Regions from separate parts of the Mus musculus genome. Here region 2 is linked to region 1. Evidence: chromatin contacts called from public HiChIP or PLAC-seq data. All regions are on one chromosome and are shown on one strand. Each heading gives the region's core, a stretch centred on a gene start, on an enhancer-like site or on the middle of the called end of the contact. The rest is flanking DNA. Distances are from core to core; before and after follow the strand shown. Region 1 holds the start of Septin5 (septin 5). Region 2 has its middle 7.4 kb from the start of Gm41428.

Region 1 (4,993 bases), core at 1,662-4,161:
CCCCACAGAAAGACAAAGGAAGGGTCAGGAAGGAGACTGAGCTCCACTGGAGGATGAAGGGAGAGGGGACAGAAGGAGCATGAGTTCAGGCTGTAGTGGGCTGTGTGAGTAGGCCAAGCCCCTAGCTGGGCTGGGGCCATGTCCTATCCGTCTCAGAAATGGGGCTGGACTCCATAGGCCTGGTTTTAATCTCATGCGGGTCCCCAGCTCATTCTAAGCTGCACTTGCTGTCCTGTGCTTAGGCACAAAACCTGGGCATTACAGCTTGAGCCAGGCCTGTTCTGAGGTAGTTATGGGGTGGGGGAGCTGTAGAAGGTTTTGCAAAGGGAGGTCTCACCTGCTGCACACAGTTTGACCTTAGCCCTCAACCTCCGAAGTGAACGGCAGTAACAGTAAACATTCTAGAATTTTCTTACCATTGGCCCCAGTTGCTCCCATCTCTCTGTCACCCAGAACAAACTTCCCCACCTCTAAACCTCAGCATCTTCATTAACTGCCTCACCGTGTCTAGTCACTATGGTTTGCACCAATGCTATCTCCCAAAGAGTGCTCTGCTTACCCAACTGGCATTACGGTGCCAGGGAAAAGTCAGCTCCCCCTGCCGTCTGTGCTGAGGGGAGACACAGCATGATTTAACAAAAAGAGAAGGGTTTGGGTTGGTTGTTTTTTTTTTTTTTTTTTTTTTCTGAAAAGTGAGCTATTTGTAGCCCCAGTTGCTTGAACAGATTTTTCTTGACATAGCTTATTTTTTTCACTCATTAACTTCTTTTCCTTATGAATTAAAAAAAAAAAGTAGCATTTCCCCCACGCAGAAGTCTTCTGTTTACTTCTCTTTGTACTACAGCCAGCTCTAGGACAGAAAAGCAAAGCAAGTGCCGCTGGAAGCCATAACGTCTTCAACAGGTAAACGCAGGTGTGCAAGTCCCCACCCTGCCACTCCTGCTGCCTCTCTGACCCTTGAGAGAGCCCATCAGAGACTGCTGTCTGTGCTTTCCCATGGGCAAAAGCCATACAGGAGTTTTGTTTAGACCTCAGCCCCTGGCTATTCCGGCCAGAGTCTATGACCTTTGTGACACTCACACTGTACACAAGGCAGACCTGGGGACGGGTCCTGCAAATCTGATAATGCCTTCATGGCCCATTTTCCTGACCTCAGCAATGTCCCCTGTGCATACAGTGTCTGTTGAGTCACAATTATTATTACTCCTCAGTACAGCATGGCAACCTCTTTCCTCTGTGAGCGACTTGAAGCCACCCCAGGACTCACAGTCATAGGTGACTAGAGTCCCAGGACAAGGGAGCAGATCCCAGCTCTCCCATAGGACTGAACAACTCAAGCTCCCCACAGATGTTTTCACATGTGGTACCAAGCCAGGTTGCCCCTAACTGCACCCTTCAAAGTCTATCTCTCAGGCCTCGGTGACACCCGCCCATTCACCTCCCACTGAGCATCTGACCAGCTGCACGTCTCCACAGCCGTTTTACCCAAGTCGAGGGCTCATCAGAATTGTTTTATAATTTATTCCTCTTCTATACACAAGCTTCTTTCCCCTCTCCTACACTTCCCTCCGGGCCAAGGCAGCCAAGCACAACCCCCTAACTAGAGGAGACCAGGAGTGTCCCTCCCATCAGTGCCCCAGGGAAGATACTTCCTTTTCCCCCCACTTTGTTTCTGCCGTTGGAGTGACAGTAACAGTCAGCTCAGGCTTAATGTCCTAGCTTTCCTTCGTGGGTTTCTCCAGACTCAGAACTGGCAAGCTCAGAAGTCCTGACATTGTGTTTCTGTCCCTGCCTCAGACTGCACATATTCCTCTAACAGAGTTCCAAATTCCCCCAAGAACGCCATGAAAAAAGTCACTGGTGAAGCCAAACCTAAGAGATGTGTAGACACTTTTACTTCTACATTGTTTTATACACAAAATGATTAGCACTTGATCACGTGTGAGTGCCCTCTCTAGATCCCAAAGATGCACCACAGTGTGTCATATGCCCCATCTGATCCTTAGGCTGTAGAAGAAAGATTTGGACAATGGAACATCCCTACCCTGGTCACAGACTCTCTGGTGAGGTTTAAGCCACCACCTGGGATGTGACAGTAACACAGAAGTTATTCACACCGTGGGTCACTTAGTCCTATCAACTTTTTGAAGATTCAGAGTCACAGCATCTTCATGCATAAATGTGGCTCTGAGCATGGACTTGTCTTTATGTGTCCCTCAGCCCCCTTCAACCCCTCTCCAGGGGGGTAGCTGGGGAGAGCACAGATCACAGAAAACCGGGACCAGAGCTGGAGCAAGGAGGGCTAAGGTGGCCTTCGGATTGTGTCCTTCTAGCCATACACCTCAAGTACTCCCATCTTACAACCACACCCTGCCTGCCGTGTGCTTTCCATCTTGCCCAGGCGTTTGTGTGTGTCCAGTGTAGAATGCCTAGCACCCAGCAGACTGCAGGAGAGCTCGGGTTCTGGACTTGTGCTCAATGTACCAAGGGTAGGGCTCCAGGTCTGCCCCTTCCAAATGCTTCTTGATGGGGTGAAAAAGGGGTCTTTATATCACCTGAACTCATTCATCGGCTGCATGAAGCACAGTCCTGGGACATGCTTTATAGAATGGCCACTCGATGGAAGGTCAGAGGCCCAGGAACCAACCGGCTTCCAGCGACAGCCAAGGGAGAACAGAGTCTAGGCCTGGGCTAGATGACAGGAAGGGGAGGGGGCGTTCCGGACGAAGCCGTGGGAATAGCCCGGCTGCACTCGCGCGGCCGGGAGAACCAAAGGCCTGGGGGGAACCACAGCGGGACGCCTCAGTCCCCGCCCCCACCGGCCTCTCCGGGTCGCGCGTGGGCGCGGCGGGCGCCGATTGGCTGGCGGGCGCGCGGGCGGGGCGGGTGGTGGCGGCGCGGAGGGGCGGGTCACCCCTCAGCCGGCCTCGGCCTCCACCGCTGGTCGCCGCGCCCCGCCCGCGCGCCCGCCGCCACACGTCCCCCGCCGGCGGCCACCATGAGCACAGGACTGCGGTACAAAAGCAAGCTGGCGACCCCAGGTGAGCCCAGAGCCTGTCCGCGTGCCCGCGCTCCTTTGTCCCCGCCGCCCGCCCGCCTCTCACCGTCTGTCTCCGTCTCTCCCCTGCCCGCCGGCCCGGACCCTCCCGGACCCGCCCGGACCCGGATCACGACCCGGACCATGCAGAGGACAAACAGGTACTGGCGTTGCGCCGCTCGGCCGGTGGTGAGATCGGACCGGCTGTCACCCATTGTGGCACCGATGCTGGTGGCGCCCAGGCGTGACCCCGCCCCCGCCGGCCGTCACCCAGTCCTTTGGCGTTAATCGATTGTCTGTAGGGGCAGCGCCGCTGCTCCTGGGGCTACGGAGGGGAAGTGTAGGCACTGCGCTTGGTTCCCTGACCTGTATAGCAGCGGCCTAGGCACCTCCCCAGAAAGGGAGGCTGGGATAAGGGCCTCTCTCCTCTAGTCCAGGGCCAGCATCCCCTTTTTAACCTGACCGGAAGGCCTCGTGCTGGGGGTCCTGGGTGAGGCTGTAGTTATGACAGGCCAGGAATGGGGGGGGGGGCCCACCAGTCTCCTGAGCAATACCATGGGGCCTCTGCTTCATGCCCATGCACCTTTGGGTGTCTCTCTTCTGTGCCTAAATTTATGCTCACTAGTCTTTGGCAGAGCATCTTCCAAGACCTGGAACTTGCAAGGCTCCCCATCTGAGTCATCCTAGCACTAGCCCTCCAAACCTTGAGTACAGCCAGGCTGTGGCCTTCCAGAGGGGGGCTAGCCTGATTTCCCCACCCCAGGGAAAGTACCAGCCTACCGGGTAACCTGTGAAAATCCAAAGGAGCTGAGGGTTGTGAAACCAGAGTGCTGTGGAAGTGGGTGACCAAAGGGATGTCCTCTGTGGCTTGAGCTAGGCCCTGTTTGAAGATGGGGTGGGGGAGGCCCAATTCTGACACCAGAAGGCTTCAGCAAGCCTTGCTGGGGATGGGTGTTCTCGCCTAGCATTGGACTCCAGAGTACTAGACCAGAGTACATCATCAGACAGAGCAAAAGCAGCTGGCAGATGGGGTGAGCCGGAGAGTCACAGTCTCCTGGCAGGGACATGCCCCGCCCAAGGCTGATGAGACTCACTGGGAGGGGCTCCCCCAGGAGAACTGCCTCCCCATCCCAGTAAGCCAGACAAAGCCCGATGGGGACACATGCTATTGTGTAAGGGAGAGGGGGGCCAGAGGCTAGGAAGGCAAGGACCTAGGCTTCTCCTGGGCCTCTGGAAGGTCTTCCAAGTCACCTGGCTGGGGTACTTGCTGCTTAGCACCATCCATGTTCTCCTGTCTGTTGCTGCTAGGATGGAGACCCCTCCCCCTTCCTGATGGAGTATGAGTCCTTCAGGCCTGCATCTGCCCATCCTCTGGTTAGCTAGGAGCCAGCCTTATGCCACTCCCTATCCCCAGGCCTGAAGGAAGAGAGCGCTGGGTGAAGGCAGATGGAGTGAGCCCCAGAACAGTGCTGGAGCTCTGGTGTCCGAGCTGGGACCTTGTGGGCCTGGGGGAACAGTGTGGAATACCTTGGTTCCCAATATGGCTGCACAGGGCCGGGCTTAACCAGGCCTCTTTCTGACTCTAACTGGGGGAGGGGGTAGAGCAGCAGTCTGGGTAGAAGGAGGTGTCTGTCTGCCCTTTGCACCCATATCTCTTCTCAGGCAGTGATGAGGACTTTGTTGGTTGTGCCTGCCGCTTCAGAGCCTAGTCATAATTCTAAGAATGGGAAGCCTCAACAGGCTCCTTCTCACGAAGAGGTGTGTTTTGCTGTGTATGGCTTCATATCCCTGAGGAATATTTGTTGAGCCTCTGGGACTAGAAAAAGGGGGTGCAAGGCTCCTCCCCTAGGGCTTCTCCAGGGAATACACAGGCTATGATGGCCTGCTTGGGTGATACTTAGACAGGCTGTTTGGCTGGGATGTCCCCTAAGCATGTACATTCCCAATGAACAAGTT
Region 2 (4,365 bases), core at 1,542-4,041, 110 kb before region 1:
TGGGAATTGAACCTGGGTTCTCTGGAAGAGTAGCCAGTGCTCTCAACCACTGAGCCATCTCTCTCCAAGACCCGTGCGAGTAGTTCTTTACCTTCCTCTCAGTTCCAGTACATCCAAGGATATCCCCACCCCACCCCCAGCCCAGGCCAGAAGTCACGCCTTCACTCTCCTGCCTAGTTATTGGCCATCAGCTCTTTATTAAGCCAACCAACAGGTGAGGGAGAAAGAGTGCTCACAAAATACGGAGGCAGGCAGGCAATGATGCCTAAGAATAACAATACCAAAACCCTGGTTAGTACTCAGCTCTCTGCCCAGTAGAGCAATCAACAACTGACAATTCAGAGACACCGTCACACAATGTACCCCAACAACCTGTACGTGGTCACATCTCCCACCTGACTCTCTCAACCTCTAACCTACTCGGTCTCCCTCAATTTGCCCTTTGGGGATTTTACTTCAGTGGACGATTGTTGATGCAGGGCTAGTATGCAGAGCCCTGGGACTGACTGACCCTCAGCACTACATAAACTGGACACTGTACACATCTTACACCCTGTCCTTGGGAAGTAGAGGTATGAAAGTCAAGAAGTTTAAAGTCATCCTTCTTTACTTGTTTAAGGGCAGCCTGGGCTACATGGGATATAGTCTCAAAAGGGGGCATAATTAACCAAGTGTGATGGAGCACACCTTTAATCCCAGCACTCAGGAGGCAGAGGCAGGTGGATTTCTGAGTTACAGGTCAGTCTGGTCTATAGAGTGAATTCTAGGATACCAGGGCTACACAGAAAAACCTTGTTTCAAAAATCAAGGAAGGGAGAGAGGGAGAAAGGGAGGGAGGAAAAAAGAGAGGGGGGAGACAGGGGAGGGGGAAGGGGAGGGGAGGGGGGAGGGGATGGGGGACAGGGAGAGGGGGAGAGGAAGAGGGAGGGGGAGGAGGAGAGGAAGGGGGAGGGGGAGGGGGAGGGGGAGAGGGAGAAAGTTAAGGAATGGCCCAGTAGATATAGTGCCTGCTACCCAAGCACAGGGAGAGCAGGGCATGATGGTGCACATCTGTAGCCCTGGGGATGGAAACATGGAAGACTCCAAGGTCAGTGAGAAACATTGTCTCAAAAAAATTAAGGTGGAGAGTCAAAGAAGAGGAAACCAATGTTGACCTCCAGCCTCTGTGTGCATACACACACACACACACACACACACACACACACACACACACACACACAAGGGCACGCTTGCATACAAACATATACATGCAGAAACATGTACACAAGCACACACATAAACATGCACAGGCACACGCAAAGGCCATTTTGATAGAATCCAACTACCTGGTTCCCTTCACAATGACAGCAAAAGCCAGGCAGCTGCTATTTGGCTCCATGGTTCACGTGTCTGTGTTTGTATCCTTCCTCACCTGGGCTTCTTTTAATGTAGGGACTGGAGAGGTGGGTGTTGTATTAATGACTATGAGGTCAGCATGCACATCCACAGCCACTTCCCCAAGGTGGCTTAGTCAGAGTTTGGGTGGGGTCCCTTGTATTCCTGCCTGGGTGGTGCCCAGGAGCTGGAATTTCCTAGGATTCAGTCTCCAAGCCAAGCATCTGGAGCAGGTCAGAAATCCTCCTGGACCCCGATGAGCCACAGTTAGCCTTCCATCTCTGAGGACTGAGCACAGTGCTTTGAGTGGATGGGAACTGCAGCATCTGTAGTAGTCAGGGCAGCACTCTGACATCTGGAGAGACCTCCAAGTAGCCTGGACCCACAAACAAACGATGTAAGAACGCTCAGCCTCTATCCCTCAAACTCCCTAGCCATGTCACAGCTTTGCTAGGGAAGCTGTGGGACACGAAGGTCACACAGCTGATGTCTGAGGTAAGCCATGACCCCTGTGGAGCACACCCCTCCTCTCCCCACATCTCCTGTGGCTCCCACTTCCTCACAGCAACAGTCAGTGATCCCAGTGTGGCTGTACCCTCTCTTTCCAGCTCCTCCCCACCATCACTGGCCATACCATGTAACCCCCCCCCCCGTTTCCCCCAGTAGAGCAGGCACACCCTACCTAGCCTGGGAAACTTTGAGCTGGTTGATCGTCTGGCATGGGTTTTTTGGCTTCATTCACTCTCCAAGTCTGCTGAGATACCACTTCCACAATGTCTGCCAAGGGAATAGACATCCAGGAAGCTTCCAGAGTGTGAGTGATTCTAGCAGGCATTTGGACAGTCAAGCCCCACCTCCCGTCCCTGTCCCCAAGAGAACTGTTATAGGCTCCGTTATGCCCAAACAGTTCAGACCCACTAGGGTTTGGGTGAAAGGGGGCCTGGGAACGGGCAAAGCGCTGGAGTCTTAACTCCCCTCACATGTATTCTGAAGCCAGCCTTGAGGCTGGATACCTACAGGGCCACCACCACCACCACCACCCCAGCCCCATCCCTGAACTGACAGAGGTCTCTCTAACCCTGAAGCATAGTTAGTACACAGTAAGTGGGCCCTGTGTGAGCGCAAACCCTACATTTCCTAAATACAGGTCATGCGCAACAAGCAGGCCCCATCCCCAGCCTGTGGTTTGCTTCCCTCCTGCTGCAGTCAGCCTTTCTCTTCCCGGGACAAGAGCTCTCATAGCTCCCGTGCAGCCGAAAGTAAAGCTGGAGAATAGAAAATAGTAGAAGATTCCAGAGATTAGCACAGGAAGAGTGGCAGAGGAGGCAGCCTGCTCTGCAGAGACACAGGAGGTAAGCCCTGTCTCACTTGGTGTTTGGTTTCAGACCCCAGAACAAGGGACTGAGATGCATATTTTACATATCAAAGCAGACCTGGCTTCCAGGTTCACCCAGCATCCCTCAGTCCCTTCCTGGCAGACTCTGTCCTCAACCCTGAACTTTCCAGCCCAGGGGCTGGGCTGCCCTTCCCCTAGAGGCTCTTCCCTATATAATCCAGATATTTTGGTCTGCTCTCTGTTGGCATTCCTTCTATGCTCCACCCAACAGTGACCTAGCAACAGCCAGGTAGGCCTGGCTTGCAATAAGAGGAACTGTTTGGCCTCTCTGACTCTCTGATTCCCTTCACTCTCTCTGACCCCTTTCTCCCTCTCTCCCTTTCCCCCTCCTCCCCCTTTCTCCATGTGCTCCTGGCCAGCCCCGTCTGTCTCTGTCTCTCTCTGTCTCTTTCTGTCTCTGTCTCTCTTTCTCTGTCTCTTTCTGTCTCTCTCTGTCTCTTTGTCTCTGTCTCTCCTTCTCTGTCCCCTCTCTTTCTCTGCCTCTACTCCCTTCTCAACTCCCCTTCCCATGCCCACAAATAAACTCTATTCTATACTAGACCTGTCTAGTATATGACTGGTACCTCGAGGAAGGAAGGAGGGATGCTTCAGTGTGGACCACTGAGTAAAGTACCCCCTCCCACTATACTATACCTCCCTTCTATAAAACATATCCTTGGATAACACATTGCTCTTCTTCTTCTTCTTCTTCTTCTTCTTCTTCTTCTTCTTCTTCTTCTTCTTCTTCTTCTTCTTCTTCTTCTTCTTCTCCTCCTCCTCCTCCTCCTCCTCCTCCTCCTCCTTCTCCTCCTCTTCCTCCTCCTCTCCTCCTCCTCCTCCTTCCCCTCCTCCTCCTCCTTCTCCTTCTCTCCTCCTCCTTCCCCTCCTCCTCCTCCTCCTTCTCCTCCTTCTCCTTTTCCTCCTCCTCTTCTTCCTCTTCCTCCTCCTCTTCCTCCTTCTTCTCCTTCTTCCTCTTCTTCTTCCTCTCCCTTTTCTTCTTTTTCCTTTTCCTCTTCTTCTCCTGTCTCTCTTACCCATGCCCTTTCTCTCTTTCTCTTCCTCCTACCCCCTTCTCTTCCCATGGTGACTTCCCTGGCCTCAGTCCTTGGAGCCAGTCAAATCACCCAAGAGCAGCTTCCCAATAAACATGCCTGTAATATAATCTAATCTGGTTTGAATAGGCTCATTTCACCAGCAGAGAAATAATTTTATCACTTGGGTTTTATTCAAGCCCTCCCCACCTCCCTCACCCACTACAGGAACAGAGAGAGGCAGACACTGTCACTGGCCTTTACAAGTCCTTTGCCAATCCCCCCCCCCCATCCTTTCCCTTATTTTTTGTTCTCTTGGAGCCATGCTACAGGTGGGCAGGCTCATCCCCAAGCCCTTGTGCATCTCTCTCTTAATCTGCTATCTCTTCTCCTGTAACTCTCCATGTGTCTCTGGAAGCCCCAGCAGCCACTCAGGTGGGTACAAGGGGATCCTGAGTCTGACTGGATGGGTCCAGTGTACCAGGTGGAAGGAGAGAACAAGCTCTGGCAAGTTGTCCTCTGACCTCCACATGTGTTGTGGCACACACAGAACCAAGAAATGTAAAATGCTTTTTAACAAGATTA

Evidence for each region. HiChIP or PLAC-seq counts read pairs in DNA pulled down with a chosen protein or histone mark.
Region 2: a contact with region 1 is called in an HNF4G HiChIP or PLAC-seq map of pancreatic cancer cells. The contact joins the enhancer-like site here to the promoter of Septin5 in region 1. A contact is called at or near these places in 2 of 39 promoter capture datasets (both in embryonic stem cells), 2 of 484 Hi-C or Micro-C datasets (embryonic fibroblasts and uterus), 2 of 115 datasets of contacts at active chromatin or transcription factors (forebrain and pancreatic cancer cells) and 3 of 9 other capture datasets (adipose tissue, liver and pancreatic islet).

The regions. Positions count from the first base shown.
Region 1 is chr16:18,627,856-18,632,848 of GRCm38.p6, reverse strand. Septin5 (septin 5) reads left to right here and starts at 2,911. Exons shown (of 12, transcript NM_213614.2): 1 at 2,911-3,041; 2 at 3,188-3,198. The coding sequence starts at 2,999.
Region 2 is chr16:18,736,982-18,741,346 of GRCm38.p6, reverse strand. No RefSeq gene overlaps it. Among named protein-coding and RNA genes, the nearest start is that of Gm41428, 7.4 kb to the right of the region's middle. Within about 2 kb of position 2,791, at least 22 of the 459 cell types and tissues checked have an H3K27ac peak or open chromatin away from gene starts, as enhancers often do. A contact at or near this core is called in adipose tissue, embryonic stem cells and pancreatic cancer cells, where this site is marked.